Regions from separate parts of the Mus musculus genome. Here region 1 is linked to region 2. Evidence: chromatin contacts called from public HiChIP or PLAC-seq data. All regions are on one chromosome and are shown on one strand. The core of a region is the stretch at or near the end of the contact, and the rest is flanking DNA. Distances in the headings are between cores, read along the strand shown. Region 1 overlaps Spns3 (spinster homolog 3). Region 2 holds the start of Zzef1 (zinc finger, ZZ-type with EF hand domain 1).

The links. HiChIP or PLAC-seq counts read pairs in DNA pulled down with a chosen protein or histone mark.
Region 1: an H3K27ac HiChIP or PLAC-seq map of extraembryonic endoderm stem cells shows a contact between it and region 2. The contact joins the enhancer-like site here to the promoter of Zzef1 in region 2. A contact is called at or near these places in 1 of 39 promoter capture datasets (pre-B cells), 1 of 484 Hi-C or Micro-C datasets (cortical neurons), 2 of 115 datasets of contacts at active chromatin or transcription factors (extraembryonic endoderm stem cells and pancreatic cancer cells) and 2 of 9 other capture datasets (adipose tissue and liver).

Annotation. Positions count from the first base shown.
Region 1 is chr11:72,499,720-72,504,444 of GRCm38.p6, reverse strand. Spns3 (spinster homolog 3) reads left to right here. Exons shown (of 12, transcript NM_029932.3): 10 at 4,709-4,725. Among named protein-coding and RNA genes, the nearest start is that of Spns2, 12 kb to the right of the region's middle. Within about 2 kb of position 1,939, at least 65 of the 459 cell types and tissues checked have an H3K27ac peak or open chromatin away from gene starts, as enhancers often do. A contact at or near this core is called in adipose tissue, cortical neurons, extraembryonic endoderm stem cells and 1 more, where this site is marked.
Region 2 is chr11:72,794,010-72,798,341 of GRCm38.p6, reverse strand. Zzef1 (zinc finger, ZZ-type with EF hand domain 1) reads right to left here and starts at 2,116. Exons shown (of 55, transcript NM_001045536.2): 1 at 1,692-2,116. The coding sequence starts at 2,045. Cyb5d2 (cytochrome b5 domain containing 2) reads left to right here and starts at 2,503. Exons shown (of 4, transcript NM_001024926.3): 1 at 2,503-2,829. The coding sequence starts at 2,580.

The DNA.
Region 1 (4,725 bases), core at 690-3,189, 290 kb after region 2:
CGGTCTGGCACTGGGTATAGGGTTTTGGGTGGCCTGGCCAGCAGCTGTCTGGTGAAGAGGGTCAGGCTAGAGTCCCCCCCAGAGACAGCCCCTGGCTTCAGCTTGCTTCTGCCCTCTATCACTCACAAGCCATGTGACTTTAACGGGTTGCTTTGTACCTCTGAGCTTTAGTTTCCTGATAAGGAAAACAGGGATGGAATGTTAGGACCATTGTTGTGAGAGTGCAGGAAGAGACGACCTGCAGAAAGTTTAGCCCGCTATCAGGCTCAGGGGTTAATGGGTAGGATTTCTATTGTGACCCTGAGGTTCCCATGGCCCTTCTGCCTCCTAAAGGTGTCTTGGGTTTGGAAGGACCGTGGGGATGTATATCATTTCATCAGACAACAAGATCTGAGTGAACACCTTGTTGATAGGATGTTCACTGCCTGCTGTGGTTCAGGCTCAGCCCTGTCTCTGGCTCTAGTGAACAAACATATCACTGGATATAGCCAGTCTTCCCTGCCCCTCCTTCTGCACAGGAGACCTAGGCTCCAGGCCAGACTCAGCCACAGGCCTGGCAAATGGCCCTGGGCCTCAGTTTCCTTGCCCATAAAAAGGTCTAATCATTACCTGCCTAGTGGGGTGAATGAGACGGCTGGAGGGAACACCCACCCTCTACATAGCTCATCCTCTCTCAGGCGGTTCAAGCCACACTGAACCTGCCCCCCACAGCTTCCTCTGCTTACCCCCCACTGTGATCCCTTTTCCACATGACGGCCCCAATGATATGTGAAGGCTACATGGCATCCCTATGTCTGTCTCTGCTGGAATCATTAACCCAACAGAGCCAGAAGCTTTGCAGTGCTAACGAGGAGTGTGCCCACAACTTCGAGGGAGGGAGGGAGAGGGTGGCTCTGGGGGCCAGCTAGAATCTGGACTGTGGGGGAGCTAGCTGGCCACATGCAGCCAGCCTACAGCTCTCTGAGCCCTTCATGGCTTCAAGGCTTCTGCTCTAGCTAGCTCCATGCTCTTCCTGCTGCCTTCCTGCCTGCCCTAAGCCCAGTGGCCCACAGTGATCTTCCTGTACTAGATGGGGTGGGGGTGGCAGGGAGTGCAGCCCTTTCTGTTCCCATCATTTAGAGGGGCACAAGTTTACAAGAGAGAATATACTATGCAGACATGGCAGAAAGCCAAGTTGTAGGAACCAGGGAGGGGACATGTGTGGAGACTGAGGTCCCATGGAGAAAGCAGGTTAGGGGAAGGACGTATGTGGGGACAGGTTGTGCAGGAAGTGGAAGAAGGGCCCCTGTACCTACCTGCGCTTGCTCCTAAGCGGGAGGTGAAGTTCTCTTTTGGTTGCTGTGAGGAAATTGCAGCAGGAGACATTCAGGTGGTCAGCTGTTGGTAGAGAGAGCAAAGAGGCTCTAATGGGAAAATGAGGGAGAGACTGTGGGTTCCTGGGAGCTGGTGCCTGAGAGGAGAGAGGGGAGAGGGGGGAGGGGAATGGGAGAGGGGAGAAGGGAGGGGGGAGGGGAGAGGATGGACAGCGGAGCTCAGTCAGGAGTGGTCTAGCAATCTGCCTTTCATGCCTGTCCCCCACTACTTAAGATGAGAGACAGCTTGTGGCCATCAGGTGACCACTGAGAGAACCTCAGCTCAAATGCGCAATAGATAGATAGATAGATGGGCAAGTAGCTCCTACCAGGGTGCTTCAGGCCAAAAAGGAGCAGTGAGCTAAAATCTGTACCCTGTGTGTTCCTGAGGAGGTGTCTGTCATCTAATCCCCACCAGTCCTGCCTCAGGACACTACTCTCTCCAGTGGGGAGAATCTAGGCTCCTTTTAGACAGGAGGTCCCCAAGGGCTGCCTGTTCCAATGGCTCTCACACTCCATCCTTCCGAGTCAAGCCTGGAGGAGCTTGTCACTGATTGCGGGCTCTTTGTCCTCATCATCTGATTGGGTGGGTGGAGAGTCAGTCCAGGAACTGCATTGCTAGCAGACTTCCCACCGAGGCCTGGCCCAGTAGTCTTCAGCACAGCTGCTGGATTTTCATAGTTATCTCTCCAGCCTGCAGGCTCCTTGCAGATTTCTCCTTATTTATCTCCTCGTTGTTCACCCATCCTCACGAGGCGCTCATTCCCTGCACCCTCCCTGCGCATCTCCTCCTGGCTCGGCTGTGCCTGAGACAATCTTTTCTCCTGGAAAGAAAAAGAAGGTATCTCTCTATCCCTAACTCTGCTCCAGGAGCCTCCAGCTGCCCTACCCAGGCTGCTTCCCCATGGCTCACTCTTCCTCCCAGTCCTGAGCAGGAGGAGGCTCGAGGAGGGACTGTACTGCCATTCAGAGGAGTCTGGCCACAGGGGTTGAGTTGGGGAGTGCAGAAGGCAAGCTGCCAGGGAATCTGTCCTTCCTGATTGCTCCCCAACTTTCTGTAAGGTGGTGGCTGCCTGCACCTCTCTTGCCCCAGGCTATAAAGGGAACTGCTTTTCTGAGAAGGGTGAGCCAAAACACAGGTGTTTTTGTCTCAGAAGTTGGTGAACCTGGAATGTTGGAAACCCAAAAGCCACTCATTTTCAAAATTACCCATCCCCAGCTTGCCAGGTGCTGCTCGGCCCAGCCTTGGCAGTTACAGGCACCCTGGGGGAGGCAGGGGGTGGGGCCCATGCTTCAGTATATTGAGAAGCCATGGAGGCAGCTTGCAGAGACCTTACTCTGGGGGAGGGGGGTCTGAGCAGCCCCCAGCCCCATGTGGATCTTGCTGGAGGACTCTGTGCAGGGAGCCAAAGCTGAGCCCGGCTCCCAGAGCCACCCATGACTAATCACATAATTATGGGGTGAGAAGGAAGTCCTGAGAAGGTGCAGATCTGTGGTCGGTTCCTCCTCCAGCGCTGGCAGGTCCTGAGGATGGCAGGAGGCCCAGCTTCTCTCACCATGTGGGGAGAGAAACCTCGGCCCCAGTGACCACCATACTATTTGATGGCCCACAGTGGCTCCACAGATCAGCCTTGCCCACCTACAAGCCCCTCCCCAGCAGACCTCCTGTGTCTGTCTGGTACGGTTCTGAAATCCAGAGTCATATTTTTGGGTTCCTACCTTCCTGTGTCCCCTTTGACCTCTCTCTGTAAGACATTGATTCTCCCGCCCATAGGCAGGACCACTAAGGAACCCGTCTTTTTAATTTTTCTTTTTTTGAGATAGGGTTTCACTATACAACACTCATTGGTCTGGAACTCTGTGTAGATCAGCCTGGCCTCCAGCTCAGAAAGCTCCACCTGCCTGTGCCTCCTGCCTGTTGGGATTAAAGGTGTGAGCCCCCACGGCCTGCTTCTGTCTTCTTAGCCTTACTGTCTACCTTTTAAATGCTGTGCAGTGAATACATCAACATGTCAGCTCCCCTCATCCCTAACAGCAGAGGGTCAGAAGGCCAGACCCTGGGAAGAGAAAGCCTGTCATCCAGTCTGGACCCTGTTACTTCCTGGCTGGGCTGCTCTGGGCAATTTAATTACCTGCTCTGTGAAGGTTTTCCCATCTATAAAATACAGGAAATAATCGTATCTCCTTCATGACTTGTTGGAGCTGATACATAAAAACACATGCAGGAAGTAGTCATTAAATGCTATTATTATTATTATTATTATTTGCAGATGGGCTCAGATAATGGACACTGAGGTTTTGGGGACAAGACCACAGAGCAGCAATCTTTTCTGTGGCTGCCATAGTAGGGAATAGCTCTGAGCTGGCAGGTTTTCTCCTGAGACGAGTCTTTCAGAAGTTTCTATTTGACTTACTTGGTTGGCAGATTTTCACCAGACCTCCTGTCCCTCGTGTGTTACAGTACTCCAGGGACACAGGAGAAATTAGGGGCTTTGCTATTAATACAGTATGAGAGGTAAGGAAATGGACCAAAACCCCTCCCAGTGCCAGGGGCATACCCTCATTTAACTGTGGTGCCCAACTGGGCGTGTGTGTGTGTGTGTGTGTGTGTGTGTGTGTGTGTGTGTGTGTGTGTGAAGGCAGGCCCCTAAACCTGAGAGGGCTTCACAGAGGAGGTGACATAAGGGTAAGTCATAAATGATAAATAGTGCTGCACAGTAGGCCCAGTGAGGGAATGCCTGCCAGGCAGGAAGCACACATGCCCAGAGCCTTCTGTCAGCAGGATAGCTATTCATGTGAAGCTTCTATGTATAAACTGAACAACACTGAGCACAGCCCTCAAGGTGGGTACTATCATTATCCCATTTAGAGAGGAGACAGGAATGGCTGAAGCGACTTGCCCAAAGACGCACAGCTAATGGGTAGGGATCGGGAGTAGACCCCAGACTGACTGACTCCAGAAGTCGCATTCTTGATGCCCTTACCTTCTTGCTCGGAGCTGTGTGAGCCTCCCTGGCACAGCTGCCCTGCACTGGTCACACCTACCTGTGCTGATGTCTGGATCCCTGAACTGAGATGCTGCCTACCACTGTGTTCATAGCTAGACAGGTTCTCCCAGCTCAAGTGTGAACTCTGACGAGTGTCTCTGTTCAGCACTACACTCCTTTCCCACTATCCCTGTCCTGGGAGGCCTCTGGGGCTTCAAGGGGCCTGAGTCTTAGAGCGCTACTCAGGTCTTGAAAGTCAGTAACTCCTCCCGTCCAGTCTACCCACTCTGGGCAGATGGGAACAGGAGGAGAAGGTAGTAGTGCACTGCCTTCCCTCAGACTTAGCTCCAGGGCTTCTGTATTTTGCAGTCCGTGGTGGTGCCCAG
Region 2 (4,332 bases), core at 867-3,366:
ATAGAAGCTCCTATCTGCTTGTTGAACTGTCATCTGGAGGGCTGGTGTTGAATTAGTGAATAATGCCACAACCCTTGAGGGGTTTTTCTCAGGTGGCTCACTGGATTTCTTGGCCTTATATTACATGACCTCTACAAACCCCATAGATAATTCTGTTCCTGTCAAGACACTCTCACTGTGTAAAAGCTGTTTGTCTTCATTTGCCTCTAAACAAATCTAAGAAGTGTCACCTTCTTGATCAAGTCTGCACAGTTCTTTTTACCAAGGTTTCATATTCTCATAAAAGATGTGGGTACTATAATGAGCATATTATGAGTATTCTAGGTTTTTTTGAGTCAGAGACTTGCCTGCCTCAGTCTCTTAAGTTTTGAGAATCATGTATGTGTGCTTCCCAGGAATATCCTGGAAATTTTATTTTAATAAAGACCTTTTACTAACTGTGTGTGGTTATAATGTGAATGCATATATGTTTTAGACCTTTGAGACAGTCCTTCTCAAAGTGAGTCTAGCATAGGCTGTACTCAAACTATGTAGCTTATAATGGCCTTGAATTGATCCTCCTGCTATTGCCTTTCAAAGTCTGGTATTACAGTCTTGTATCACCGTATTTTTGAGAGTTAGAATGCACTAAAGCAGTTTTTACAGGGAAACTTACAAAATATATTATGTAGGCATTTTTATCATTTGCAGGCGACATTCTCGAAATATTTCAAGAGCCTCTGATTTAGAGGAAACAGAACTTTTAAATTATGTTACAAGTGACTGTGGGTTTCTTGCTTTACACACTAACCAATCAATGACTGACAATTTTACATGGCTTACTCATTAAAAACCTTTTGTCCTAACATTGTGGAATTAATAAGACTTCAGGGAGCAGGATAATAGGGACCTAAGGGAATGGGGTGGGAATCAAGAGGTTTGTGAGATACTCTCAACTTTGCTAGTGAAATGATTTATAGGCTAACTCTGGGTCAGTTTTTTCCAAACCATAAACCAAAATGTTCAGTAGAGATATGAGGAGAAATTTCATAAGTACAAGAAAACTAACGCTTCCCTATCAACTTTAGGTTTGATAAGGTTTCAAATGAGCCTGGAACAAGTTCTTCAATGATTTAAAATCCAGTGTATACTTGTTAAAAAAAAACAAACAAACAAAAAACAACCAACCAAACAAAACCTAGTATTTTATAGTCATGAACGGCTTGCAGAATGAGTCTTTTCAGTGTAATGTTACCCTCCTTCCACATTAGACTCAGATGGTTCTCTACAAGATTCCTGCACAGGCCAGTAAAACAGAATGGTTTTCATGGCCACTCCCTTGATCTTTGCACATCCTTTCTCGTAATTGTCTTACTCTGATAAGGTCCAGCAAGCAACTAAGCCTGTCAACTGCACAAATGTCTGCCTACCACATGCAGAGACTTTTTTTTGGCTTGCTCCTCTCTTCGGAACAAAGCTAATGTAGCCTGGACTTTCCACACCTCTAGTAAAGGCGAGAGACGTAGCAAAATTCCGTAGTGATGCACTCCGAAAGAGTTCGGACAACGCCATACTTCCATTCTAAGAACCCGAGGACCCTATGGCTTCCTGGCTGGCCTCCGCAAAGCAACCGCCCACCTCTTCAGGACCTTATTGGCGACCACCCTGCTCCCGCACCGCTGTCGCCAGCCAGCCAGCCAGCCAGCCCTGACCTCCTCGAACTGCTCGCCCGAACATCCAGCGCCGCGAGCCTCCAGCAACTCCCGGAACTGCTCCAGGGTGACGGACTCTTCACCGCGGCCCAGCCGCTCTTCCAGCCAGCGCAAGAGCGCGCCGTGGTGCCTCGACACCAGGGATTCGCAGGGAGGTGCGGGCCGCAACGCAGCCGCTGCCTCTCGCAGCCGAGCGGGTTCCAGGAGTGCAGCGGCGGAAGGCAGCACCGCGGCCGCAGGGCCGGGGCCGGGGGTCGTGCCAGAGTCGGCAGCCCAATCTTGATGTGGGCTCCAGCCCTCACCCCCTGCGGCCGCCGCTTCGTCTTCGCTGCTGTTACTCGGAGCGTTCCCCATGGGGTCTCCGTCTTGGGTGCTCGGAGGTGTCGCCGCCGCCGCCGCCTCCCAGCCACGACCTGTCAACCTCCGACAGCTCCTGGCGGGCGGGGACGGGGTGGAGACCACAGCGGCGGCAGTGACTTCCGGCTTCCTGGCTGTCGAGCGAGGCCTGATGTCGCAACGGAGCCGTCAAGCGGATTCCATTTGCTCACGACAGCTTAATGAAGCCCGGGAACCCACCCGTTAACGTATCCGTCTAGCCGCCTCTGCCGCCATCTTTGTTGAGGGCGGATAAACTGTAAGCCAGGACTTTTTGTTTGTTTGTTTGTTTGTTTGTTTTTTCTCTGTACTGTTCCCCTTTTCTGCTCCACGCTTCACGTTCAGAATCTAGGCTGGACAAGAAAAGAAGAAAGAGTCGGGGGCAAAAGAGTCAACTTTGCTGTGAAGTCTGTCAGTGTCGCGCTGCCGACGTCACGGCCGGCGTCTCTGCTGTCTTAGTGGTGGCTTAAGAGGTGGCTACCTCCGAAGCGTGTCTGGTGTGTTGCTGTATAGATGCTGAGGATATGCGGGCTTGGTGTGGTGCTGAGCCTGGCCGTGGCGGCGGTGGCTGTCATGGCCGTGTGGTTGATGGACTGGTGGGGTCCCCGCCCTGGTATTCGCCTCTTCCTTCCCGAGGAGCTAGCCCGCTATCGCGGCGGCCCAGGGGACCCGGGCCTGTACTTGGCACTGCTCGGCCGCGTCTACGACGTGTCCTCTGGCAGGAGGCACTACGAGCCTGGGGCGCACTATAGCGGCTTCGCAGGTATCGGCGAGGCTCTCACACCTTTTCCTCCTGCGTGGGCTCGTAGCCACGGCTTGCGTTCGTCCAGTAATTTATTCCTCCGCGCCTCGTCATCCCACATTCCTCAGACTGCTGCGGTGGGAAGGACACGGTCCTGGTTTGCAGCTTGGACGCAACTGTGCTAGTTATGTACCCTCCGACTCTGTCTGCTGCACTGTGTGACTGATTCGGAGAAAGATGTGTCTTGTTAGGTAGTGGTTACACTCAGAAGTCTACCTGGTCTCTAGAGCTACCGTGCTTTCAGGCTCTTTAGACTGACCCGAAATAACCTTTCCTCCGCCCGCCTCCGTTTCCCCTAATATAATATTTGAGTCTTTTTTAATTCTAGTAGATGCACTTGTCTGCTTTTCTTTAAAAAAAAAAAATGAGAATCAAGCGGGGAATGAAGTTAGAGCACAGGAAAGCAAGTATCTTTTGTAGTATTAAAATACCTACAATAAACCAGAAGTGGTGTTTTAACTGGAGTGGCTGAGACAGGAGGATCTCTTGAGCTACAAAGATCCATTGAGCCAGGAATTTGTGGCCAGGCTGGCTCTAAAACAACACGAAACAAAACTTCTGACAAAATTTGGTATATTAGCCTTCCTAAGAACATTTATCAAATTAACTCCATTCTGCTGTGCTCCCGTTACCCCTTAACAACGGAGGGGATCGGAAAATGTAATTTGACTAAAAGCCTTAACAAGATATGAGAACTACCAACCTAATAGCTTTTAATTTTTATTTTATGTGTATGAGTGTTTTACTTCCTTGTACAACTCTGAACTACCTGTGTACTTGGTGCCCATCGAAGCCAGAAGAGGTTTTCAAATCCCTGTAACTAGTAAACATGGTTGTGATCTGGGTGCTGGGAACTTTGCTTCTCTGGAGGAGCATCCACTGCTCTTAACCAGTAAGCCAGCTTCCCAGCTACCAATTTTAAAGGTGTTGTTTTTCTAGCCAAGGAGAATACCTCTCTCTTTGTTTATTTGGGAAGGAAGATCGCAGGGCAAGACTGGTAACTAGACTGACAAAAATTTCAAGCAGTCCACCGGTCATTTAGGAGAATTAGGAAGCTACCTTTAAATACAGATCACTCACTTCCTTCTCTCCAGACTTTTCAAACAGTCTAACCTGGGATAGGACCTACCCAAGGACATGGAGAGTTAGAAGCAATGCTAGACTGGAATCAAGAGTTTTTTCTTGCCACTTGAGTGCACTTTAGGACACTACTAACATCTGGTATAGCTGTCATGGATGCATGCACAAGTGTGAACATACATGCTTCCATTTCTGGGCTAGTATGCTCTAGTAGCTTTTGCGTTCTGTGCATATAATTTTTGAGCTCCATTTATTGACTACTACCATGGGTCCTCCCTTGGCCAGGTGCTGAGGAATCCAAGATGTGTCTGACTGCCCACACAGTCTATTAGGGAAGCAAATGTACTCATTTATATAGTCAGTACTTATTTTTATTAAGGCACA